Regions from separate parts of the Mus musculus genome. Here region 1 is linked to region 2. The links are chromatin contacts, called in public promoter capture Hi-C maps. All regions are on one chromosome and are shown on one strand. Each heading gives the region's core, a stretch centred on a gene start, on an enhancer-like site or on the middle of the called end of the contact. The rest is flanking DNA. Distances are from core to core; before and after follow the strand shown. Region 1 overlaps Ankrd55 (ankyrin repeat domain 55). Region 2 overlaps Gm15286 (a long non-coding RNA gene).

Region 1 (6,136 bases), core at 3,453-5,952, 720 kb after region 2:
CATTCTTTTCTTTGTAGCAGCTCCAAGGTAAGACTAGGGATCCACACTCACCATGGTTTAGACTGAGCATTTCTACGGAGCCTCTAAGAGTCTTCTCGTTCTTAATTGCTAGTTTCCTAGCAGATCCTAAGCTAAATGAACTCGGAAGCTCACTTTGATCAGCCTTGTAGGACACCTCCTTTCCTTCTCCCTTCTTCATCTCTCACTTTAAGTTCCTTCTTAGCATACTTCCTGGATGGTCTTCTAGCCAAGACTATCTATCTTTAACAGGATGTTTGTGTTCTTGTGGCATGACCTGGAACCTGGCTGTCAAGCTCTAGTAACTCCAATGTCTTTCTCTGTCACTCCATCACTGTTACTTCTGACTGCGTAGGAGTCCAGGATAATTTCATTGTAGCACTGTTTACACGAGGGCCCTTTGAAACCAAGACCATTCACAATAGAAAAAGAAGAATAAAGTACACAGAGATGAACTTAACCTAGAAGGCAAGGGACTTGCACACCCAAAACTACAATGAGGTGCTCAAGTAAATTAAAGAAGATGCCAACAAATGAGAAGACATCCAGGGTTTCCTGAACTACAAAGGCATATTTAGATGTCACTGGTTCTCGGAGAAGTACAATCTCTGACAAAAACTCAATGACTTTTTTATAGACATGGGATATTTCATTCAAAAATGTCATTTGGAATCCTAATGATCTCCCAGACGTTTCAGACAGTTTTACAAAAAAACAAAATTAGAGAGAGGCCTCACCTTTCCTGGTTTTACAAATTATAAAGTTACAGTAACCAAAAAGTGTGGTACTGGCATGAAGGTAGTAGTCATACAGATTAATGGAGTAGAACTGAAAGTCCAAAGATGATTCCATATATCTATGGCTAGCTAGTTTTTAAGAAGGGTGATAGCCATGTGTGGTGGTGCACACCTTCAGTCCCAGCACTCAGGAGGCAGATGCAGGTGGATCTCTGTGAGTTTGAAGCCAGCCTGGTCTACAAAAAAAAGTTCCAGAACAGCCAGTGCTACACAGAGAAACCATATGTTGAAAAAAATAAATACAAATAAAATAAAATTAAGAAGAGCGCTAAGATCACTCAACAATGATCTTCAAAATACAGTGCTTAAGACAGTAGATAATAACAGGAAAGATTTTAAATTCTCACCTTACAGCAAGCATATCAAAGACCCAATCATAATGTGTAGAACCATAAAACTTTTAGAAAGGAGCCCAAAGAAAGAGCATCTAGCAATGGGTTTGGCAGGGATTTCCTGGACATGATGCCAAAAGCACAAGCCACAAAAGAGAAATATAGACAAATTTCTGAGAGACTCTACTAACTGCAAACAGGAAAGCCATAGAGGAGTAGCAGTTTGTGCATCCAACATCTGTTATAGGCATTAATATCAATAGCGAAGTTCTCCATATGTCCCTAAAGGCCAAGATCACAAAACAATGACCTTATTACAAAGTGAAAAAAGAATCTTAATAATCATTCTTCCAAAAATAAAGGGACAGCCAATGACATATGCAAAAGATATTCAACATTGGCAATCATTAGAGAACTGTAATTTAAAACTACGACTAAATACTCAGCCACTTTAACCATTCAAAGGTTGAATGGCTCAAAGGGATGGTTGTTATGAAAGATAACATCCTTTCACACACAATATGTAAGCAAGATGAGGATGTGGGAAATTAGAACCTATATACAGATGTGGTATAAAATGGTATAGCTGCCTTGAAAAAACAGTTTCTTAGTAGGGGTTTCTATTGTTGTGATAGAAAATACCATGACCAAAATCAACATGAAGAAATGGTTATTTTATTTTACAACTCTCAAGTTATAACCCATCACTGACAGAACTCAGGGCAAGAATCTAGAGGCAAGAACTGAAAGAAAGACCATAGCGGAACACTTCTTACTATACCTTCCCCATGGCTTACTCAGCCTGCTTTCTTATTCAACATAAGACCACTCACACAGGGATGACACCAGCCACCGTGGGCTGGGACATCCGACATCAATCATAAATTAAGAAAATGCCCTGTAGATATGCCTGTAAACAAATCTTATGGAGGCATTTTTTCAACTGAGATTCCAACTTTCCAAATGATTCTAGTTTGGGTCAAGTTGACCAAAAAAAAAATCAACACAAGCAGTATAGTTGATTGTTAAAACTGAGCATAAAAACAATATAATCACATTAACCAGCAATCCTACTTTTGAGGTTATAGCCAAAAGAGTTGAGAGCAGGCTACCAAAGCAATTTGTGCACACATGTTCACTGGGGCGTTACTCATAATAGCCAAAAGAAAGAAAAGAAAAAGCAAAACCAAGTGGACACCAAGAGATGAATAGAGAAATAAATATGATTGGTTTGTATGTAGAAAAGAAGATCACTCAACATTCAAAAGGAAAAGTGGACACATGATCCTCCATGAATGAGCCGACACTATGCTGTGTGAAATAATCTAGTCACAAAGAGACAAACAGTGTTCATTCCACACATATGAAAAACCTAGACTCAGATTCACAGACACAGAAAGTACGGTCGAGCTTTCTAGAGGCTGGGCAGGGAAAATAGGGGTTATGATGTAATGGGTACAGAGTTCTGGAAGATGAAAAGGGCTTGGAGATGGGTGGTGGTGGTTGTGCAATATTGTGAATGCCTTAAGGCCAGAGAACTGTAAAGTTAAAATGGTTAAATGTTGTGTATGCAAACTCAACTAACTAGACCACCTTCGTGACCTCATGGAATTATCTCCAGAACTAACCATCCTGCTCTCTTAAACCACTCAGGATACACAAATGAAGTTCACGACACCTCATTGTAGCCTCTCTCCTCTTACTCTTCCCAGCCTCCTCCAGCCACATTTAACACACAGGGTAAATATCTCAGTGTAACCCTGACCTGTGCAGAATGGACGGGCCCTATCACTCCCTCGACGTGGTAATAATCAGTTATCAGTTAGCGTTTCCTCCTCGTGAATTAGTTCACTAATTCCTGTGGAGCCAATATCCGTCTAATACCTTATGCTCCTTGCCAATGTGCCACTGCTAAAATTGTCCTTGCCTAGGACTCTCTGGCAAACTCACAAGAAAACTAAAGCATGTCCGCAAGGTAATACAAAACGACAAGCCATAAAATAAATAAGGGAATGAATAAGAAGGATGTCTTGGCATATGCAAATGTTCCAGGGATATTGCTGGCCTAAGGTGCTGTGATTGGGGGTTCAAGTGGTGTCAGCAGTTGCCAGCTCTTCCATTCCCCTGGCTCAGCTCTGCTCTGCTCCATCTTCATTCTTCTCACCAGGCAGATGCTGACTGCAAGCTTCCCAATTCATGGGCAGTGGAACAGAGAGAGAATGTGTGTGAGAGGAAGGTGGGGAGGGGAGGGAGGAGAGCAGTGCTCGCCACAATCCCAGCTGGAGTCTATTTGCTTTTCATAGACTCTAATCGGTCCACAGCCCTGAATATGTCACCTCGACCACAGTAATGCAAATTCTTAATAGCTCTGTTCCAGGTCACATATTCTGAATCTGGGTCAGGATAGAATAGTCCACTGAAACTGCAGTTTGCCTGGAAGTGGAGTACTGATGACCACCCCGGAGTGTTCAAGGTAAAGCTAGCATCAGGAAGAGGGGAGGTTGAGCAACAGAAAAGACAGATTCAGCCATCTTTCAATGAGTCTCATGGGTACTTGACAGGCTCAGATATATTGCACATAAATGTAATATTCAAATCCTTCTGGCAAAATATTTTTGGGATCCTAATTCTAGGAGGCAGTACAGCACCACATCGTGATGAAAGTACTGTGTATATCAGTCATGAACTGAACATGAACATGTTATCAAGTAGCATGCAGTTTCTAAAACCCCACAGTTGAATCTGGTGTGATGGCATACACTTGTGATCTTAGCACGGCGGGTGGGGTGGGGGGCACAGGTAGATCACTCATGAATTTGAGACCAGTCTGATCTACAACTCATGAGTTCTAGGCCATCAAGGGCTACACAGTGATGCCCTGCCTCAGATCAATAAGAAACAAACAGCTCCGTAGTCCACCTGTCACCGTCGGCAGCTTCCTGACCCAATCAGGCTTCTTCCCAGGGGTCACTACCAGCATCTTTGAATGTGCACGTATTACTAGAAAGTAGGTCCCTCTTTTAAGTTGGGGCCTTAGTTCCAACACCCAGAGACCCTGGGAATCATCTTAACAAAATGCCCTGAATTATGTGAAGATCTGTAACAAAATCTAAGTGATATATGGCTTCATTAGTTGCCTTCATCAACAAGAGCCCTATTTTAAATATATACCCCAGACATGTAATACTGTCTAAATAAGCTAACATTTTTTTAAGTGGAGCAGAATAAGTAGCAAGTACTAAAAAATGCTTACTAAATGCCAGGTTGCTGTTAAGCACACAGGATTAATTTTAACACAGAGTCACTCCACCCAAGGGAGGTAGTTTCTAAGGGAGGCACTTGTCAGTGTTGTCAAGATCTCCACTTTACAGATAAGGAAACTAAGCCCGGTGAGGGTGACTGGCCCACAATTCCACGCAGCTGGTTAGCACAAGCCTGGCATATACCCAAGGTATCTGACTCCAAAGTCATCAAGCCAACCGCACCCTGCCATGCAAATGAGTAGGGGAGCCTGCTTCAAAACATGGACGAGTTAGAAAGCAGTCACTCGCTGTACAAAACAATGTTATTGTAAATAAGCCATCCCCAGCTACGAGCTTGCGTTGGACTGGCTAGCTGGGTAAAAATCATTAATGGTTTCTCAGAAATACTGGGACAGAGAAACCAAACCCAAACTTTAGGACTCGTGGCAGCTAAAGTTCAAAGAACCAAAAGGCCAATGGTCTTAGTGTCCACCCGAGAAGAAAAACACAACTTTAAAACTGTTGAGATATCCTCTCTCTAATAGAGGGGCTTGGCACAGCCTCCCCTGAGGTGTCCCACAAGACAGCTCGCTTCTTAACCATCTCTGTGCATTCCTGCAGTCACCTGACCACAGTCTGTTGTCATCCTTGGCAGTAAGACCTGTTGGATCAATTCTTCACAAAGGCACAGTAAACAGTTGGCTCCCTCATTCAAAGCAGTTTCGTACAACCTTAGTTCTTCTAGAAATAGCATCTTTACAAACCCAGGTGTTTGAAACTGAACAGGTTTTAATTGGGGGGGGGGTATGCAAAATGAGGCATGAGAAGCCAATATAAATGCAGTAGATGAGCACCAATGAAAAGGTATGGCTCTCCTTTCAATTGCAGGACAACAGTGGTGGGCAGGTTATGAGGGGGGCCACATGAGAGCTAGTTCTGCATAGGGAAAGCTCCTGGTGGGAAGGAGGCAGCTACTGCTGGATGCCAAGCAAGGGAGGGAGAGCCCCATCTTCTCCCTTCCCAGTCTTCAGTGCCTCCCTCCCATGTATCCTCCCATGCAGGATAAAGGCATCTGGAGATACAGTCATCACAGATGAAGGTGCAGAACATCTCTGGAGGAGAGAGAGGGAGGAGCATAATGCTTTTCCCAAAGATGGATGAACTGAGGTACTAAGAAGACAGGTCATGCGTCCATGGATGTAGTTCAGTTGGTAGAGGGCTTACCTAGAAAGCACATGCCTTCAATGCCCAACAATTGCATAGAATCAGGCATAGCAGCCCACATCTGCAAATGCAAGGGGTGGATGTAAGAGAATCAGCAATCCAAGATCAGCCTCGGCTATATAGAATACTCAAGGCTAACCTGGGCTACACGAGAACTTGACTCTAAACAGGAAACAAGCAAAAGAGAAGACTGTAGCATGCTTTGGGTCTTGAAGAATAGATTGAAGCCAAGACACTGGCCTTCTTCCCTTGCTGGTCTCTCTAATTTTGGGAAACCAGCATGCCCAAAGAGTCATGACATGCAAAGAGTGCCTAATCCCAAGGCTCCTTGCCAACACGTGGTGGCGTTGCAAATGACCTAGAGTGGCCCACTTTTCTTCAGAAGTGTCTTTTCCAGAAAGGAGTATGTGACTAAGCTGACTCAGCCTCTGCCTGGATTCACTGGGGAGGGAGGTTTAGTGACTCACTTGTGTGGGTGACAATCTGGTCTTGTGGTATTCTTTGAGTGAACGTACTCTACATA
Region 2 (6,477 bases), core at 3,174-5,673:
CCACCACTGCCTGGCTAATAATCATCTTTAAAGAGAGAAGCAAAGGAAAATCAAGGCAATAAAGTACTTACTCACTCTAAAGACTCAGTCAGGGGTTGAAACAGGTTATGCATAGTAAACTGCATAGCTGAGTGCTGGTACTGTTTTTAGAATGTTTCTGCAACACAACACATGGCAACTTCTCTGTAAAGCTGGAGGACAGCTACAGGAAACCCCACTATACCTTAATCTACTTTTACGTAAGAGTGTGTGTGTGTGTGTGTGTGTGTGTGTGTGAGAGAGAGAGAGAGAGAGAGAGAGAGAGAGAGAGAGAGAGGATCTTATGTAACCCAGGCTGGCTTCCAACTTAACTATATAGCTGAAATTACCCTTGAATTCGTGATCCTTCTGCCTCTTCCTTCCAAGTACTGATATTACAGATGTACACCACCACATCTGGCTCGTGTGTGTGTGTGTGTGTGTATGTGTGTGTGTGTGTGTGTGTGTGTGTATGTATCACAAAGAAGATTTTAACACAACCATCATTTGTTTATAATCACAACCCATAAAAGGAAAAAAATAATCCCAATCCCAAGAGAGCCCCACAACTACTGTGCACTTATTGAGTTAATTACAATAAGAGCAGTTACACTTTAAGAAAATTAAAGTTGAACCTCCAATAACAATGAAAAAATAAAGTTTCTCAAGACATCAAGAAAGCAAGATTTAACTACCATCTTAAGATAAGGAGTGATACAGTGATAGATCATTGTAGTTACAAGTCAACACACTGCAGGGAACTTTAAAAGCACACTAGCAAGGGTCCATCTCACCATGATAAGGCACACAAATCTGTCAGGAATGGACCTTCACCCCAGCCTGAAGGAATGGCTTCACTTCAGTGTGTTCAAGATAGCTGCATGATCAAGAGCATCCATCTTTAATCCAGAAGTCTATGGCAATACACAATGGCCAGCTTACTGTTCTGTAAACTTAAAATGTCATTCAGACACAGAAAACTCCCAGCATTCCTGCTGCTGAACACGTGACCCTTCAGACACAACTGCAATTGGATCTGAGGCTAGGTTTTCAAAGACACCTGAGGCGTGTATTCTTTTGTTGGTGTTTAGATATTAAGTTCTCTATAACTTTCCAAGCCCCCAAATAGGCTAAGCTTGGAGGAGACTGGGGACTGGGTGGCAGGGGGTTGGGGGGGGTGTTCTCTGTTTGAGACTAGGATAGCCCTGCAGCATCCTTGAAGGAGCTGGTGGGCCAGATGGGTAATCCCAGCATCAGTGAAGGAGACTCAAATGTTGTTGAATTATATAGATAACATACATGTCAGCCAGAAGTCACAGTAGTGAGCTCTCATGAGATGCCAGGGCTTGTCTACTTAGTTGAGAGGAAAAGTCTGGCCATTCTTTGGTCATGAAAACTGTTAAGGCTTTGGGGCCACTCATAAGCAATATAGTGCCTTCAAAAAGAAGATGCTGAAGTGTTAGCTGGTGTTAAGGTCAGAGTCTGCCCTGGTACCACAAGCTGCCATCAGCCACACCCATCCTCAAAAGGCCAATTAAAGAGACAAGAAACAGGAAAACAGAAAAAGAAGTTTGGGGCTGGTGAGATGGCTCAGAGGGTAAGAGCACCTGACTGCTCTTCCAAAGGTCCAGAGTTCAAATCCCAGCAACCACATGGTGGCTCACAACCATCCCTTACGAGATCTGACTCCCTCTTCTGGAGTGTCTGAAGACAGCTACAGTGTACTTACATATAATCAATAAATAAATCTTTAAAAAAAAAAAAAAGAAAAAGAAGTTTGTTTCATTGTAGCCACATCAGCAGAAGAACAGATGGAGGAGTCCAGCCAACCCCAAGAAGTTCAGGGAACCCCGTCTCATCTTCTTGAGTTTCAGTTTCAATAGAAGATGAGAGTTACACATCACTAAACAATTCTAGACAAGCTGTGGGCCCACCATGGTGGACCCCACATTGTCTCAGCTTCCAGTCTCTCTGATAAGTTATCAGAACTGTGGAAATCTTTTCCTGAGAACAGTTCCGCTTGGGACCAGCGCCAGGCTCCAGCCTTTACCTTCTCCTAGTATGAGATTCCTAGGGAAATCCCAGTTTCTTAGGCTTCAATTGTCTGGTAGCCAAAGGAAGAGACACAAGTGTCTTTCTTCAGGCCAATTATAGAATGTTCTGCTCCATGGGCATGCAAATCGAAGGCTTCCATTCCCTGATGTCTCAACACTGCAAGTGTTCCTTTCTGGCTGCTTATTTATTTAACTAATAACTAATTTCTGAGATAGTCTTTTTTTTTTTTTTTTTAATAGTTTTTGGGTTTTTGAGACAGGGTTTCTCTGTGTAGCCCTGGCTGTCCTGGAACTCACTTTGTTGACCAGGCTGGCCTCAAACTCAGAGAAACACCTGCCTGTGCTTCCCAAGTGTGCCACAATGCTTGGCCATGGTTGGCCACTGTTCTTTGGTGGTTTCTTTCTGCAGTTTCCTGTCTGCACTGCAGGGAATGGTGCATATGAAGCCAGCATTCCATAGTCCTGCCTGTCTACACCTGTGGTGCCACCAGCATCCTTTCCCGAGTTGGGAGGGGTCACCAGAGTAGGGCGTTGGCAATGGAAGCTTCCACGAGGAAGAAGGAACAATCCAGCAAGACATTTACCAAAAGACTATGGAACTTTGAGGAATAAAAATGGAAGGCAGAGACAGTGTGTGTGTGTGTTTGTGCATGAGTACAATCATGTATGTTTATGTGTGCATGTTTGTATGCAGGTACTTATGCACGTGTATGTTGGTGTGTATGTGTATGAGTACAATCATGTATGTTTATGTGTGTGCGTTTGTGTGCAGGTACTTGTACACATGTATGTTGTGCGTGTGTGTGTATACGTGTGAGTACAATCATGTATGTTTATGTGTGTGCGTTTGTGTGCAGGTACTTGTACACATGTATGTTGTGTGTGTGTATGTGTGAGTACAATCATGTATGTTTATATGTGTGCATTTGTGTGCAGGTACTTGTACACATGTATGTTGTGTGTGTGTGTGAGTACAATCATGTATGTTTATGTGTGTGTGTTTGTGTGCAGGTACTTGTACACATGTATGTTGTGTGTGTGTATGTGTGAGTACAATCATGTATGTTTATTTGTGTGCATTTGTGTGCAGGTACTTGTACACATGTATGTTGTGTGTGTGTATGTGTGAGTACAATCATGTATGTTTATGTGTGTGCGTTTGTGTGCAGGTACTTGTACACATGTATGTTGTGTGTGTGTATGTGTGAGTACAATCATGTATGTTTATGTGTGTGTGTTTGTGTGCAGGTACTTGTACACATGTATGTTGTGTGTGTATGTGTGAGTACAATCATGTATGTTTATATGTGTGCGTTTGTGTGCAGGTACTTGTACACATGTATGTTGTGTGTGTGTATGTGTGAGTACAATCATATATGTTTATGTGTGTGCGTTTGTGTGCAGGTACTTGTACACATGTATGTTGTGTGTGTGTATGTGTGAGTACAATCATGTATGTTTATGTGTGTGCGTTTGTGTGCAGGTACTTATACACATGTATGGTGTGTGTGTGTGTGTAGAGCAGAGCTGATGCTGAGTATCTTCCTTTCATTCTCTACCATCTTTTTGTGAGTCAGGTTCTTTCTTCCACTGAACGAGAACGTCCCTCTTCAGCCCGACTGACTGGTCAGCAAATCCTAGGAATCCCCTTGTTTCTGCTTCTCCAGTCCTGGCATTATAGGCACAACCCACTAGGCTTCCTTTCTAATATGGATGCTAGGAATCTGAACTCAGCTCCTCATGTTTGAGCAACAAACATGTTCCAACTGAACCATCTCCCCAGCACCCACTTTTATTTTTGGGACAGTATCTCATGTAGTCCAGGCTAGCCTATAACTCACTTTATAGCCAAGAATGACTTTGAATTTCTCATCTTTCTGTACCCACCTCTCAGGAGCTGGGCTTATAAGCAGATATCACAACTCACAGTCTATATGATACTCGGGGTTAAAACTGGGGCTTTGTACACGGTAGGTAAACGCCATCCCAACCAATCTACAGTTACATGATTTCTCAGTAATCTTCAAGCAGTGGGAGAGCAGGGACAGAAAATAAATGGAGGGATGGAGCTGGGGTGAGATGGGAGCCAGAGGGGCCAAGACTCAAGTCAGTGGCAAGACAGTCCGGGTTACAGCAGTAGGATCAGGAGCTATAGGCCATCGCAGGCTACATAAGAGCCTGCCAGAGCAAAAGCACAGGCAAACCTGTGGTGGCACTGAGACGGGTTCACAATAGAGACAGAAACGGGGTAGTTAGAGGAGACCTCGGGCAGTTGCCCAGTGGGTGGTGAACTCTGGTGGCTCAAAGGCCAAGTGGAGGACTCATGTTTGGGAGTTGTGGAAGGCTGTTGTCAGGGAGCAACTTTCTGGAATTCAGTATCAGAGGTGGAGTCTGGACGGAACAAAGGTCCCAGGTGTGCCGCGGGGAGGACAAAGTTGATCTGGAGTAAAGGTCACTGCCTATCAAGCCAACCCAGACCAAGGATGCTGGAGACTTAACCTATGCAGGCTCAAAGCACTTGGGCCACTGACAAATATCACAGAGAAAGAACCAGGGCGGATTGCCCTGGGTTCAAGGCCAGCCTGAGCCACTGAGTGAGACCCAAATACCAACAATTAAACAATAACAACATCAAAACAAGTATAGCAAAAGCTGGCCATGGTGGTGCATAACTGAATCACACATTGGAAGGCAGGGCAGAGGCAAGAGGGCTGTGCCAACTGGGGCTTCAGAGTGAGGAAGAGAGAAGGAGGAGGGAGGGAGGAAAGGAGGAAGGGGGAGGGAGGGAAAGAAGGGAGGGGAGGGAAGGAAGAAAGGAAGGAGGGACTGAGAGAGGGAAGGAAGGAGGAGAAAGAGGGAGGAAAGGATGGAGAAAAGAGAAGGGGAAGGAGGGAGGGAAGGCAAGGAGGGAGGGACCCTCCTACTGGGATCTATAAAATATTTTTTATTATTATTTAATCTTTGTTTATAGTCCAATTGTTATCCCTCCTCCTGATCTACCCTCTGACTGTTCCTTATTCCATTTCTTCCCCCAGACCTCCCTACTCCCTCGGCCCCAAGTCTCTTGAGGATTGATTATTTCTTCTCTCACTGAAGCCACTCAGACCCAGCAGCCTCTGCTGTATGTGTGTCTGCAGCCTTATATCAGCTGGTGTATGCTGCCTTGTTGGTGGCTCAGTGTCTGAGAGATCTCAGGGGTCCAGGTTAGTTGAGACTGCTGGTCTTCCCATGCGGGCACCCTCCTACTTAGATTCTTCCAGCTTTTCCCCAATTCAACCACAGGGGTCCCCTGTTTCTGTCCATTGTATGGATGTAAGTATCTGCATTTGACTCTTTCAGCTGCTTGTTGGGCCTCTCGGAGGGCAGCCATGCGAGGCTCCTGTCTAGATAGCATCAGTAATAGTGTCAGGCCTTGGAGCCTCCCCTCGAGATGGATCCCAATTTGGGCCGGTCACTGAACCTCCTTTCCCTCATCTTTTCTCCATTTTTTTTTGTCCCTGTAGGTCTTCAAAATCTTAAATTCACCAGGTCCTACAGTTGCCCTACCAGTGGTTTCTGCCAGCTGACTTAGGGAGCAAGAGTACCTCACATTACCCCTACTCCTCCTTAGTTTGCAGTCCCTTTTTTTGAAGCTAACTCAAAAAGATCTCCAAAATCTAACATTTTGATTTGAATGTTGAGGACAAGGACTAAGGGACAACTAGGAGTGATCACCCCAGCTCCCCTGAAATAGCACTTCTAGGGGCAGGAAGGCTGTCCACCTTGGGCCTCTCAAAAACACAGTCTCATTTTTAAACCAGGGCAGGTTTAAAGTCCAGGAAGCGTGATTTGGAAAATGACACAATAATCTGGATTTGATTCTTCGGCAATTTAACCACAGTAGTCAATAATCTCAGATTAATCAGTGTGTGCTGGCTTGAGGGGTTGTCTACTGGCCTCTGGGTAGCAGTTATTCCTTTCCCCAGTGAAAGGAGAATAGCTGATTCAAGTTCGCCAAAGGGTCTTTCTGCTTCTTTTTGTGTGAGATGATATTTCTGCCGTGTAGGCGAGGGTTGCCTCAAATGTTAGATCCTTCCTGCCTCTGCCTCTCTGCCTCTCTGCCTCTCTGCCTCTCTGCCTCTCTGCCTCTCTGCCTCTCTGCCTCTCTGCCTCTGCCTCAGTAGCATTGGGATTTCAGGAGCAGGATGATGTGTTCAGCTTCTAGACTGCTTTATCCAACCTGAGCCTTCCCCTTGCTTGTGGCTATAAATTGTCAGTATTTATTTATATTTACATTTTGCACATGCAGGTGTGGAGAGAGAGAGAGAGCCCAAAAGTGGAGATTAGAAGACAACTTTCAGGAATTGGTTCTCTCCTTTCACCATGGACCAGGGATTTGAACTCTGGTCTCTAGGCTTGTGCAGCA

The links. Capture Hi-C pulls out chosen DNA fragments and counts their contacts.
Region 1: a contact with region 2 is called in a promoter capture Hi-C map of liver. The contact joins two enhancer-like sites.

Annotation. Positions count from the first base shown.
Region 1 is chr13:112,312,264-112,318,399 of GRCm38.p6, forward strand. All of the region lies in intron 1 of Ankrd55 (ankyrin repeat domain 55), which reads left to right. Among named protein-coding and RNA genes, the nearest start is that of Ankrd55, 27 kb to the left of the region's middle. Within about 2 kb of position 4,703, at least 30 of the 459 cell types and tissues checked have an H3K27ac peak or open chromatin away from gene starts, as enhancers often do. A contact at or near this core is called in liver, where this site is marked.
Region 2 is chr13:111,593,833-111,600,309 of GRCm38.p6, forward strand. All of the region lies in intron 2 of Gm15286 (a long non-coding RNA gene), which reads left to right. Among named protein-coding and RNA genes, the nearest start is that of Gm15286, 17 kb to the left of the region's middle. Within about 2 kb of position 4,424, at least 10 of the 459 cell types and tissues checked have an H3K27ac peak or open chromatin away from gene starts, as enhancers often do. A contact at or near this core is called in liver, where this site is marked.